Linked DNA regions of Mus musculus: region 2 is linked to region 1. A link is a contact called in public promoter capture Hi-C data. All regions are on one chromosome and are shown on one strand. The core of a region is the stretch at or near the end of the contact, and the rest is flanking DNA. Distances in the headings are between cores, read along the strand shown. Region 1 holds the start of Oxa1l (oxidase assembly 1-like). Region 2 holds the start of Haus4 (HAUS augmin-like complex, subunit 4).

Evidence for each region. Capture Hi-C pulls out chosen DNA fragments and counts their contacts.
Region 2: a promoter capture Hi-C map of liver shows a contact between it and region 1. The contact joins the promoter of Haus4 here to the promoter of Oxa1l in region 1. A contact is called at or near these places in 9 of 39 promoter capture datasets (the 3T3-L1 cell line, the C10 cell line, the HPC-7 cell line and 5 more), 4 of 115 datasets of contacts at active chromatin or transcription factors (bone marrow-derived macrophages, effector CD8 T cells, large pre-B cells and 1 more) and 3 of 9 other capture datasets (adipose tissue, liver and pancreatic islet).

Annotation. Positions count from the first base shown.
Region 1 is chr14:54,357,258-54,363,201 of GRCm38.p6, reverse strand. It overlaps Oxa1l (oxidase assembly 1-like), which reads right to left and starts at 2,361. Exons shown (of 10, transcript NM_026936.3): 1 at 2,285-2,361; 2 at 1,734-1,880. The coding sequence starts at 2,347.
Region 2 is chr14:54,551,020-54,556,830 of GRCm38.p6, reverse strand. Haus4 (HAUS augmin-like complex, subunit 4) reads left to right here and starts at 2,470. Exons shown (of 10, transcript NM_145462.2): 1 at 2,470-2,656; 2 at 4,621-4,694. The coding sequence starts at 4,640.

The DNA of each region.
Region 1 (5,944 bases), core at 1,112-3,611:
TTCTTGCTTTGACTTCTTGATCTTCAATGATGGCCAATGGTGTCCATACAACCCTGCCTTCAAAGGACAATATTTTTTGCCTCTAGCAGGATAACTTAAGAGAGTGTCTCATGGCTTCCCTTCAGGCAGGGAACTTGCTTCCCACATCACGGTTCCCAGACTTCAGTCATCTGAGTGAGCATCATGGTCATTGCCCTTCCCATATTCCAAATCAACAGTACTTGGAATCCTTTTGTTCTGTGCTAGAAATTGAACTCAGGGCCTCACACACATCTGGCAAGAACACAGACCACTGACTGAGCTGGCCCTCAGCCCAAAATTCTCTTTAATTCAATTTTTTTTCCCAATCTTTCTTTCTTTCTTCCTTCCTTCCTTCTTTTTTTTTTTTTTTAAATGGTAGTGGGTGGGTGGGAAGGTTAGTTTTGGAGGCAGGATCTTGATTGCTCTGTAGTTCAGGTTGGCCTTGTACATGCTAACCAAGAGCTCTGTTACTGACTACATCCCAAGACATGGCTCAGGGGCTAAGAGCTCCAGCAGAGGATCCATTTTCCGTCGTTAGCACCCTTGTAGAGCAGCATACAGCCACTGGTAACTCCAGCCTCAGGCTCTCTAATGGGCACTCATGTACACATGCACACCGTCACACACACACACACACTCATAACACAATATGATAAATCTCTCTGAGAAAAATCCTACACAGGCTTCTAAGAAACAGTATTCAAAGAATCACACAGATCACAAACACACAAACTCACAATCACATTTCACTTTATTGGCTTACCACCACTCCTCTGGTAGTGTCTTGAATATAATACAAAATTTAATTAATTAGTTAAATTTATTTATTTATTTATTTATTTTGGTTTTTCGAGACAGGGTTTCTCTGCATAGCCCTGGCTGTCCTGGAACTCACTTTTTAGACCAGGCTGGCCTCGAACTCAGAAATCTGCCTGCTTCTGCCTCCTAAATGCTGGGATTAAAGGCGTGCGCCACCATGCCAGGCAAATTTAATTTTTTTGTTGTTTTGTTTTTTGTTTTTAGAGACAGGGTTTCTCTGTGTAGCCCTGGCTGTCCTGGAACTCACTTTGTAGACCAGGCTGGCCTCGAACTCAGAAATCCACCTGCCTCTGCCTCTCAAGTGCTGGGACTAAAGGCGTGCGCCACCAACCGCCAGGCTTAATTTTTTTTTATCTTGTGTGTGTGATGTATGTAGGCATGCATGCCACAGCATGTGTGGAAGTCAGAGATGAACTTTGTGTGGCGCCTTCTTCCTTCATTATTTATTTATTTATTTTTTTTCATTTTTGAGACAAGGTCACACTACACAGCTCTATGTTGACCAGGCTGGTTTTGAATTCAGAGATCTATCCATCTCTGCCTCCCAAGTGCTGGGGTTACTAGGATTGTGCCACAACCTGCTCCACCTTTACTTGGGTTCCAGGGTTGGCACTCGGTTTACCAGGGTTGCAATAGCAAGAGCTTTTGTACAGCAGGGTCATTTTGCCTGCCCTACAAATTTCTCAGCACTTTTAGGCATTTCCTCACTGAGTTGCCTGAGATGAGAATCTACTTCTACTCCAAACAGGTTAATATTAGGAGGAACTTAGGAGGAGTGTGAGAACTCTGCTACACATTCACTGTCTCCCGCAAAACAAAACAAACAAAACAACACAGAACCAAAAGAAAGGGGCCAAGAAGTCGTGCTCCTTTCCTCAGCGGGAACCTCTTACCTGGGCTTCTGCAAAGAGGGTGGCAGATGTACTGATGCAGCGAGGAGTGAAGACGGCGAGAAGAGCACAGGGTGGCCGCCCGTTACCCCGGCGGGCTGCGAGGAGCTCGGCGGCCAGCGGTCTCAGGGACACTGCGACGCTATGGTACTGACCATGTGAAAGGAAGGGAAGGCCTTGAGTCCCAGCCGACCCGCCTCTCCCGCAGACAGCCTGCGGTTGCAGCAGTGGGGCGCTGCAACTCTGCTCGCACAGACTACAGGCCCCGAAGCCATGCACTGGAGCGTGCAGGGTGCAGCTCCGGTTAGGGTCTCCCGCATCCTGTTACCGAAGCCCGGGGACGGGGCCCAGAGGTCACGGCTCAGGGTCGCAGGCAGTTTCCAAACAGCTACAGAGAAACCAGGCCACCAACCCCGGGACGTAACCCGGTGGTGCCCTCACGCGACCGGAGGTCATGACTCGCAGGTCGCAGTGACCAGGTCAGCATCTGCTCGTGACCTCAGCTCAGGTGACAAGGACAAGGCAGCATCCCCGCGCTTTGGACGGAACCTTACCGAACGCTGGGGTCGTAGGAGTCGCAGAAGCTGCCAGCGACCGCACACTAAATTCCTCGCCATCTTGCCGGGAAGAGGGAACTTACTCTCGCGCACGCGCACTCAGAACTTTGACGCTGCGGGGGAGGCCATTTTGGAAATGGGCAGGCAGTCAGACCTGACGTCACAGATCAGGTAGTGAGGGAGAATGAAGACAGGCGATGGTATTTGAAGTGGTTTAAAAAAGTCAAGATTCCGCAGAGATTGAAACTAAGAGACAGAGGCAGGCGGATTTCTGAGTTCGAGGCCAGCTTGGTCTACAAAGTGAGTTCCAGGACAACAGCCAGGACTATACAGAGAAACCCTGTCTCGAAAATCAAAAAAAAAAAAAAAAAAAAAAAAAAAAAAGAAAAGAAACTAAGAGACAGGATGCGCTGTTAAGTGGCAGTGTAAACATAGCATATTTCCTGTTTTCCCTTCCATTTCCCAAACTGTAATTGTTCCCTGGGTTAAAATAATTCTTGGATTAAAAATGGCCTTTACTCTTGGAATAGTGCCTCAAATCTATAATCCCAGCATTTGGGAGGCGGAGGCAGGAGGATTGCCTAAAATTCGAGGTGAATCTTGGTTACCTATTGTGTTTAAGGCTAGCCAGGACTGCAGAGAGACCCTGCCTGTCACAAGAAGATAATGAATAAACAAAATCTCAAACTAGAATTAACCCCACAAACAGGCAAACCAGAAAGGCGAAAACAATAGCTTTTACATCTGTGCTTGGCGTGGGTTTTTTCTTACTGCAAGGTAATATTGTAATTACAGATCCAATGAAATTTGAAAGTAGCCTGGAATCTGACAAAGCTATAGGGAAGGCAGTTTCCGGGAAATAACCGAGGAAACTAAAGATGAAAGTTGAACTTGATGTCTTGGATCTGTTGTCTCAAGATTGTTACTATCTATTTGTAGATTTTGTTGTGTATTTTTTGAAACTAAAAGCTTCCCTAAAGCATAAATTGAAATAAGGTGGGTATGGTGCTGCACGCCTGTGATCCCAGCACTGAAGAGGAAGCTGACTCAGGTAAGTGGTGAGTTCAAGGCCAGCCAGGGTTAAAAATGGAGACCTTATCTTAAAAAAAAAAAGTAATGTGAAAAATAAATTACTGCTCAGGAAGGAGGGGGTTGATCACATATACTTCTTCATATGCTACTAGATACTTTGGAGGAATAAAAACTTATTTATTTCATAGATGTCGTGTGTTGTATGAGTGTACATTCTCGGAGGCCAGAAGAGGGATGGAGTTAGAGGTGTTTGTTGCATAAGTGTTGGGATCTGAACTCTGGTATTCACCATGGTGCAGCAAATAGTCTTAACCGCTGAGCCATATCCAACCCCGAAATTTGCGACTTTTATTTTGGAGAGAGAGAGAGAGAGAGAGAGAGAGAGAGAGAGAGAGAGAGAGTGTGTGTGTGTGTGTGTGTGTGTGCGTGCACATATTCTTATGTATGTACATAGCAGCTCACAACCACATACACCTCCAGTTCCAAGAGTTCTGACACCTTTGTCTGTCTCTATGGATACTAGGCAAGTGTGTGGTACAAATACATATAAGCAAGCACAACACTCATATATGCATGCCTAAATGTCTGTCTGTCTATCTATCTATCTATCTATCTATCTATCTATCTATCTATCTATCTATCTATCTATCATCTATTGTCAGATGTGGTGGGAACAGGCCTTTAATATCAGCATTCAAAAGGCAGAGACAGATGTCTTTCTGTGAGTTTGAGACCAGCCTGGTCTACACAGTGAGTTCTAGGACAGCAAGGACTGCATAAAGAAAGTCTGTCTCAACAAACAAGCAAAGCAAAAATCAAACAAAAATCTTGGAAAATTTTATCTTTTTTGTTTAGGCAAAATTAAATATTACTTTAAGGAAGACAATACACGCTAACAATTTCAACAATGTAATAGTCACATTATTTAATATCTGATAAAATTTAATAAGCATGATGTTCAATAAAAAATGAACAGAGCTAAAAAAAAAAAATCAGGGCTGGAGAGATGGTTCAGTTAACCTGAGTGTGATTCCTCACACTCATACAGTGGGCTCAAAACAGTCTCTATTTCCAAATCCAAGAGATTTGATGCTCTCTGCTAGTTCATCGGGTATCAGGCACTCCACATAGTGCACAGACATACATGAGGGCAAACACTCATACACATAAAATAAAAATAAATGATTTTTAAAAATATGAAATATCAGCCAGGTAGTGGTGACATACACCTTCAATCCCAGCACTACAGAGGCAGAGGCAGGAAGATCTCTGTGAGTTCAAGGCCAGCCTGGTATACAGAGTGAGTTCCAGGACAGTCAAGGTTACACAGAGAAACTCTGTCTGGAAAAACAAAAACAAAACAAAATGGGGAAAAAATCTGAAATATTAGTAGGAGCAGAGAAAAGTAAAACAAGCCACCCAGAAACAACAGAACACAGTTTACCCAGAAACAACAGAAAACAAGCCACCCAGAAACAACAGAACACAAGCCACCCAGAAACAACAGAACACAAGCCACCCAGAAACAACAGAACACAAGCCACCCAGAAACAACAGAGATGATGAATTAGCAGAAAAGAATGCTGCAGTGCCAGGTGTCAGGGTTTAAAGGTTGGGGAAAAAAATAAAGAAAGAAAGAAACTATGAGAGCCAGAAACAAAATCCGAGAGACTTAGATTGAAGACACAGGGGATGCAGCTCAGAGGGTAAAGTGTTTGCCTAGAATGCACAAAGCCTTGGGTTTGATCCCCCACACCAAATACACTGGACATGGGGGCACATACTTGTATTCCCGTGACCTGGAGGTAGAGGCAGGTAGATCAAAAGTTCAAGGTCATCCTTGACTGTAGAGTAAGTTTGAGCCAGCCTGGGCTATATGATGAAATGGTGTCTCAGAAAAAAAGGAAGAAAGCAAACAGAATATTTGAAAACAAATGATTCATTCTCTGAGTCAACTCACATCATATTAGACTGTAAAAGAAAATAACAATGAATTCGAGGATGATAAAAGAGACCATTTAAACTAAGGTGCAGGGGGAATAAAGGCTAAAAATACTTGTGAGATAATATCTAACGGTCTAGTATACATGTAATTGGAGTTTAGGAATGAGATGCAGGGGAGAATGTAAAAACTGGTGGCTTAAAATTTTCAAGATGATGAAGATAATAAATGTATGGATCCAATCAAATATCCCTTCTTGGCCTTTGGCTAAGATCACATGTAGATCCAAGTGACCTCAAGTAGGATCTTGAAAATACAGGAGACCATAGCATGACTGCATTAACTGTCTGTCACCTTGATAAGAAATTCAACTTAGAAGGAGAAAAGGTGGCTCACCATTTCTGGGCTTTTGGGTTACAGTTGTTTGGCTTTATTGCTTTGGCCTATGGTGACATATTACTTTGTGGCAAGGGCTCATGGCAGAAGAGTCTTGTTCACCTGATGGTGGGTGGGAAGCAAAGAGACAGGAAATGGACAGAGTCCCAACCTTCTAAAAATTACACTATTAATGACTTAACTTCTGTTGCTGGATCTTACCTCTAAGAGCTCCAAATAGCGCCAGCCTCCAACATTGATCCTTTGGGGAACACTCAGGGTTCAAACCATGGCAATGGTCAAAAATG
Region 2 (5,811 bases), core at 1,221-3,720, 190 kb before region 1:
TTTCCTATTTATTTCTGCAGAGAAATGCCTGTCCCCTCTTTAAGTTTCTTTGGTATTTATAATCTAGACTGCCTTTTCGGCACCTATTTACTGCCTTGGGTTATTTTCTTCTCATGTGTGTCTCCTCAACAGAGTGTGAATTTCCTCGGGATAGGAATTAGGTCACATTCATCTCTGTGTCTCCCCAGGCACTTAATAAAACACCTCACTTTCATAGTCTTTCCAAGGCGCTTTCTCAGCCGTTATCTCATTTGATCGTTATGCCAATGCTAAGAGATTGGAGTAACAAGAAATATGTTGTCTCCCCCCCCACACCTCCCACAGGAAGGAGAGCTGTAGCCCAAGGTCTCATGGCTTGGAAGGGACAAAGAGGGAAGAGATAATTGCACACGGAGCTCTGTCCGCAAGGTGTCTGTCCACTGCTATCTTCCCCATCTTCCTCTGGAAGGCAGCCTTCTGAGCCTTCCCTGCTCAGGGCCTCGCGTGCTTTCGAGCCTCTTAGCCAGAGCTTTGTAGTTCAGTATTTAAGAACCTGAAGACTTGGGAGATGAAATTTCAGTAAATCTCTGATCAGCTGAAAATCACCAAAGCATGCTTGCTATTTTGTTCTGAGCACGGTTCGTGCGTAAGCCTGGCATTTAATGAGGCTGCATTGAAGAATTGAGGAAGCATAAGTGATTTTTAAAAGCTTTGAAAAGTGACTGCACTCTAGCATTAAACATGGAACATGGCAGCTGATGCCCTGACCAAGGGCATAAAAGCTTTCTGCCCTAGAATCATTTCTCTGTGTATTCAAATACAAGTCTCCTCCTCCTCCTTCCTTTTCTTTTTTCTTTCTTTCTTTCTTTTTTTTTTTCTTTCTCTCTTCTCCTTCTCCTTCTTCTCCTCCTCCTCCTCTTCCTCCTTTCTCTTCTCTTCTCTCTCTCTCTCTCTCTCTCTCTCTCTCTCTCTCTCTCTCTCTCTCTCACTGATCTTTCTATACAACCCTGGCCTTCCTGGAACACTCTGTGTAGATCAGGCTGTCCTCATCTGCTTACCCCCTACCTCCCAATCACTGGGGTTAAAGGCATGAGCCACTACCCTTGGCCCTAGAATGTTCTAAAGCTGTGACCCTTTAATACAGATTCTCATGTTGTGGTGACCCCCAACCATAAATGATTTCCATTACTTACTTCATAACTGTAATTTTGCTGTTACGAATTGTAAACACCTGTGTTCTCCAGTGGCCTTAGGTGACCCCTGTAGGGTCGTTCAACCAACCAAAGGGGTCTCGACCACAGGTTGAGAACTGCTGTTCTAAGGAAAAGCCAAACAGCTCCATTTCCTAGCACTTTTGCTCCATCCTATCAGTTTGTTCTCTGATGCAAGCGATCTAATCACTGGGCTAGGGAGATGGCTCAACCATCCCTCTTCAAGTAAACCTGGGTTGGATTCTCCACACTTATATGGTGGTAACTGTAACCGGTTCCAGAGGATCCCACAGCAGTAAGCATACAAGTGGTTCACAGACATATGTGCCAGTCAAACACCCACACACGTAAACAACAGTAAAATAAATAAAAACGTATAAAGAGCTCTAATAACCTTGAAGCAGTTTATTTAAGACTTTTATTTTTTTAGATGGGCAACTTCAGCATAGTGCCCGGGCCTAGCTTTGAACTCTCGATCTTCCTAACTCAACCTCCTGAGTAGGTGTGGTGAAGGATTAACAGTACAGCTAAACATCTTATTTTCCAAAAGAAGTCACTTCCTGATTGGGTACCCTTAGTTTTACAAAACCAGTGTAGGCATAAGTAGGAGTGAAGGAAGGATGATGGGAAATAAGGGATGTGGGAATGGGGCAGGGCAGTTAACGCGGCTCAATGGGTAAAGGAGCTTGCTACCAAGCCTATGATGTCTCACTCCCAGAATGTCTTCTGACCTCCACAGCACACGTAGGACACACAGTAAATAAAACGTGACTTTAAAAAAAAACAGAGGGAGCGCGGAGGAGGCGAGGTAGGTTAAGAAATTCAAGAGGTGAGGCTGGAGCAACGTAGTAAAAGGATCTGAGTTCAAGTCCCAGAACCCAAAATCTGGCAGCTCACAAGCACCTGTAACATCGGCTCAAAGGGCTCTGGCTCCCTCTTCCGGCCTCCGTGGACACCGCCCACATATGGCGCATGCGCTCGCCCACATCGATAAATAAAAACAAACCAGTGGGGGTGTAGTGGCGTGCACCTTTCCTCTCATCAATCGGGAGGCCGAGACAGGACGATCTCTGATACCAACAACACATTGGCTCGACCTCCGAGCACCACAGTGGCAGGCCTAAGCTTCCGAGCTGGGCCGCCACCTCTATATAACCTTCCGTGCCTAGTCTTCCCCTTTGTTAAATGGGTGAAGTTCCGACTTCCAGGATCCGAGCCGCTACCGCGACAGTTGCGCTGAGCGCGCGCTCCCGGGGCGGGGCTGCGCCAGGCGGGAACGGAGGCCCCGCCCCGTCCTGTGCCCGGCTGATTTAAGACCCAGTTGTTTCTACGCTGGCGGCAGCGCCTTTCCCGGGCAGGCCCCGGCCTTAGCGCTCCGGCGGCGAGCCGTGCAGGTTAGCGCTCGACGACCGCGAGCTTGCGGCGAGGCCGCGCTCGCCCTTTAGGACTCCTTGGCGACCCAGACGGTAGGTCGGCGCCGGAGAGCGCGTCTGCATCTTGATTATCTCCGGCCTTGTAAGGGTCACCTCTTGTGAAAACAGTCAGGACGATCAATCTGCGTCCAGCACAGCGTGCAGGGGAACGGCTGGAGGGCTCGAAGCACGCCTGCGTCAGAGTTCGGCGCTCTGCGCTCCTGCGCGTGGGACCCCGGCTGCCTGCGCAGGGTGGGGGTGAAGCCTAAGGTCACGTCCTGTGGGCGGCTCCGCTGAGGACCCCTGGGCGGTTGAAACCCTCGTGGCTGGGTGCCTAACTGGCCTGCAAAACTTTATTTGTAGGTGTAGTTCAACAACATTCTGAGTTGGTAAAACGGAACTTACTGGTAAAACATAACTAAATAGCTTTTGTTGACAAGTCGATTGTTATTAATTCTTGATGCTTCATGCAAGGCAAGAACCGTTATCGCGGCTTTGCAGGTGGAACACTGTTGGCACCTGAAAAAGGAGCATTTCACATAAACTCACACAGAAAACATGGGGGGCGGGGCGGAGCCACAAATTAATGTCTCGAATTGCGCCTCCTCAGCTGATTCCTCTAGACCACGCTACAAAACAAACGGCTAGTTGCTTTCATGTGACTCATAAAAGGAGCGAATAAACCAATGTTCTGTGGACGTGAAGCGTTAAGTACTAATAAGCTTCAGACTCGGGGCTGCCTCGGGCTCAGCTGCCATTTGGAGGAGTGGGTAAAGCAATAAGGGAAAGAATGGGCAGGCAATGTTTGTGTTGCTGTTGAGTTTCTCATTGCTCTCTGTTGATGACATTCTTTTCAAGGTGCTCCAGGTTCTGGCAAAACACCTATCTGTATAGCTATGTCCCCACACTAACCACTGCAGTGCATTGTTACTGGAAAAGCTGTTGTAGTTCAAGTGTCTGTCGCTCTTGCTCCCAGACAGATAGCTCTTTCATGAGATGACACTGACAGAGAAGCACCAGAAAGAAACTGTGATATTCCACAGTTGAGCTATAAAGGGGGCAAAAGGTATACTGGGACCCACACCCCTTAGTTTACTGGGAACACGACAGACAGCAACAGTTTGTAGCTCCAGCAAAATGGTAACGGTAGGAAGACGCCTTCCATTAGAACTTAGTGGATTTGGGTGGTGTACTGGCTGGTTTTGTGTCAACCTGACAGCTGGAGTTATCACAGAGAAAGGAGCTTCAGTTGAGGAAATGCCTCTATGAGATCCAACTGCAAGGCATTTTCTCAATTAGTGATCAAGGGGGAAAGGCCCCTTGTGGGTGGGACCATCTCTGGGCTGGTAATCTTGATTCTATAAGAGAGCAGGCTGAGCAAGCCAGGGAAAGCAAGCCAGTAAAGAACATCCCTCCATGGCCTCTGCATCAGCTTTCTGACCTGCTTGAGTTCCAGTCCTGACTTCCTTTAGTGATGAACAGCAGTTTGGAAGTGTAAGCTGAATAAACCCTTTCCTCCCCAACTTGCTGCTTGAGTTCCAGTCCTGACTTCCTTTAGTGATGAACAGCAATGTGGAAGTGTAAGCTGAATAAACCCTTTCCTCCACAACTTGCTTCTTGGTCATGATGTTTGCGCAGGAATAGAAACCCTAAGACAGGCGGGTAGGGGTGAAGTAGGAGTGGTTCTGTTTAGAGTCATACTTTGGACAGCTTGGGAGAGATTTTGTTCTTGGAATGGAAGGTATTCTGGTATTTATTTGTAAGTTTTCCATAAAATGCTAAAGAATTTGGGGACCCTGATGTCTGATATAGCCCTGCTCTATAAGAAACATCTCTGAGCCAGATGTGATGGCATGAACTTTTAATCCTGGCACCCAGGAGGAAGAGGGTCAAGGTTCTAGGCTTGACTCTGGCACAGAATTTGAGCCCAGAGTTGGCTTGTGAGACTGCCTAAGGTAGCTTGAGCAGCAGCCAGGGGTTTGTTCAACTTGCATTTTCTCCCATTTGTTTCCATACAGATAATACCAAGAAAACGAGATGGCGTCTGGAGATTTCTGTGCACCTGGAGAAGGTGTAGAAATGCTGCTGCAAGGTAAGGGGAGTGTCCTGGTTAGGGTCTCATTGCTGTGAAGAGACACCATGACCAAGGCAACTCTTATAAAGAAAAACATTTAACCGGAGTGGCTTACAGTTTCAGTCCATTATCATCATGGTGGGAAGCATGGCAGCATGCAGGCAGACATGGGGCGGGAGTTGGGAGTTGCTCAGAGTTCTACCTCTTGATCTGCAGGCGGCAGCAGGAGACTGTGTCTCACACTGGACATAGCTTGAGTATATATAAGACCTCAAAGTCCGCCTCCACAGTGACACACTTCCGTAAGGCCACACCTCCTAATGGTGCCACTCCCTATGGCCAAGCATTCAAACACATGAGCCTATGGGGGCCATACCTATTCACCCCCACCACCTGCAAAAAAAAAAAAAAAGGCCTGGTGACTTTCCCAGAGGTCTCGTCCAGATCCTTGCTTCCTGAGATGACAGAGGTTCACAAGGCCCACTAGAACGGTTTCACTCACAGCACCCGGTTCTGAGGAAAGTAGAATCTAGGAGTTTTTGGGGCACTCTAATAAGAAGCAGGTTGGACCAACTCTTCATACTGATTCAGTACCTGTTACTGCAATAGATGCATCGTGGCAGTCTGTTGCCAAGGTAAGGGTGGCTAGCTTGTCCCTTTTGTGTTTGTTTGTTTTTGTTTTTCGAGACAGGGTTTCTCTGTGTAGCCCTGTCTGTCCTGGAACTCACTCTGTAACCAGGCTGGCCTCGAACTCAGAAATCCGCCTGCCTCTGCCTCCTGAGTGCTGGGATTAAAGGTGTTCACCCCCATACCCGGCCAAAAAGATTTATATCTTATTCTGTAAAATGACTTTAGACATAATAATCCAAAGCATAAATGTGTATGAGTGTGTGTGTGTGTGTGTGTATGAGTGTGTGTGTGTGTGTGTGTGTGTGTGTGTGTGGTAGATAATGGTAAAAGATGTCAGCAGAGCCCCCTGGGAGAGAGATGGGGTAACCAAAGGACACCGACCTCTCCATGATCTTTCTCTCATACCTGTGCTGCCGGCAAGGGTTACCCTGCTCTGCTTCTCAACAGTCCGTTAATCTCTCTTACCTTTCTCAGCCTTGCTTGAGTGAATGAGCGAGGCCTTCTC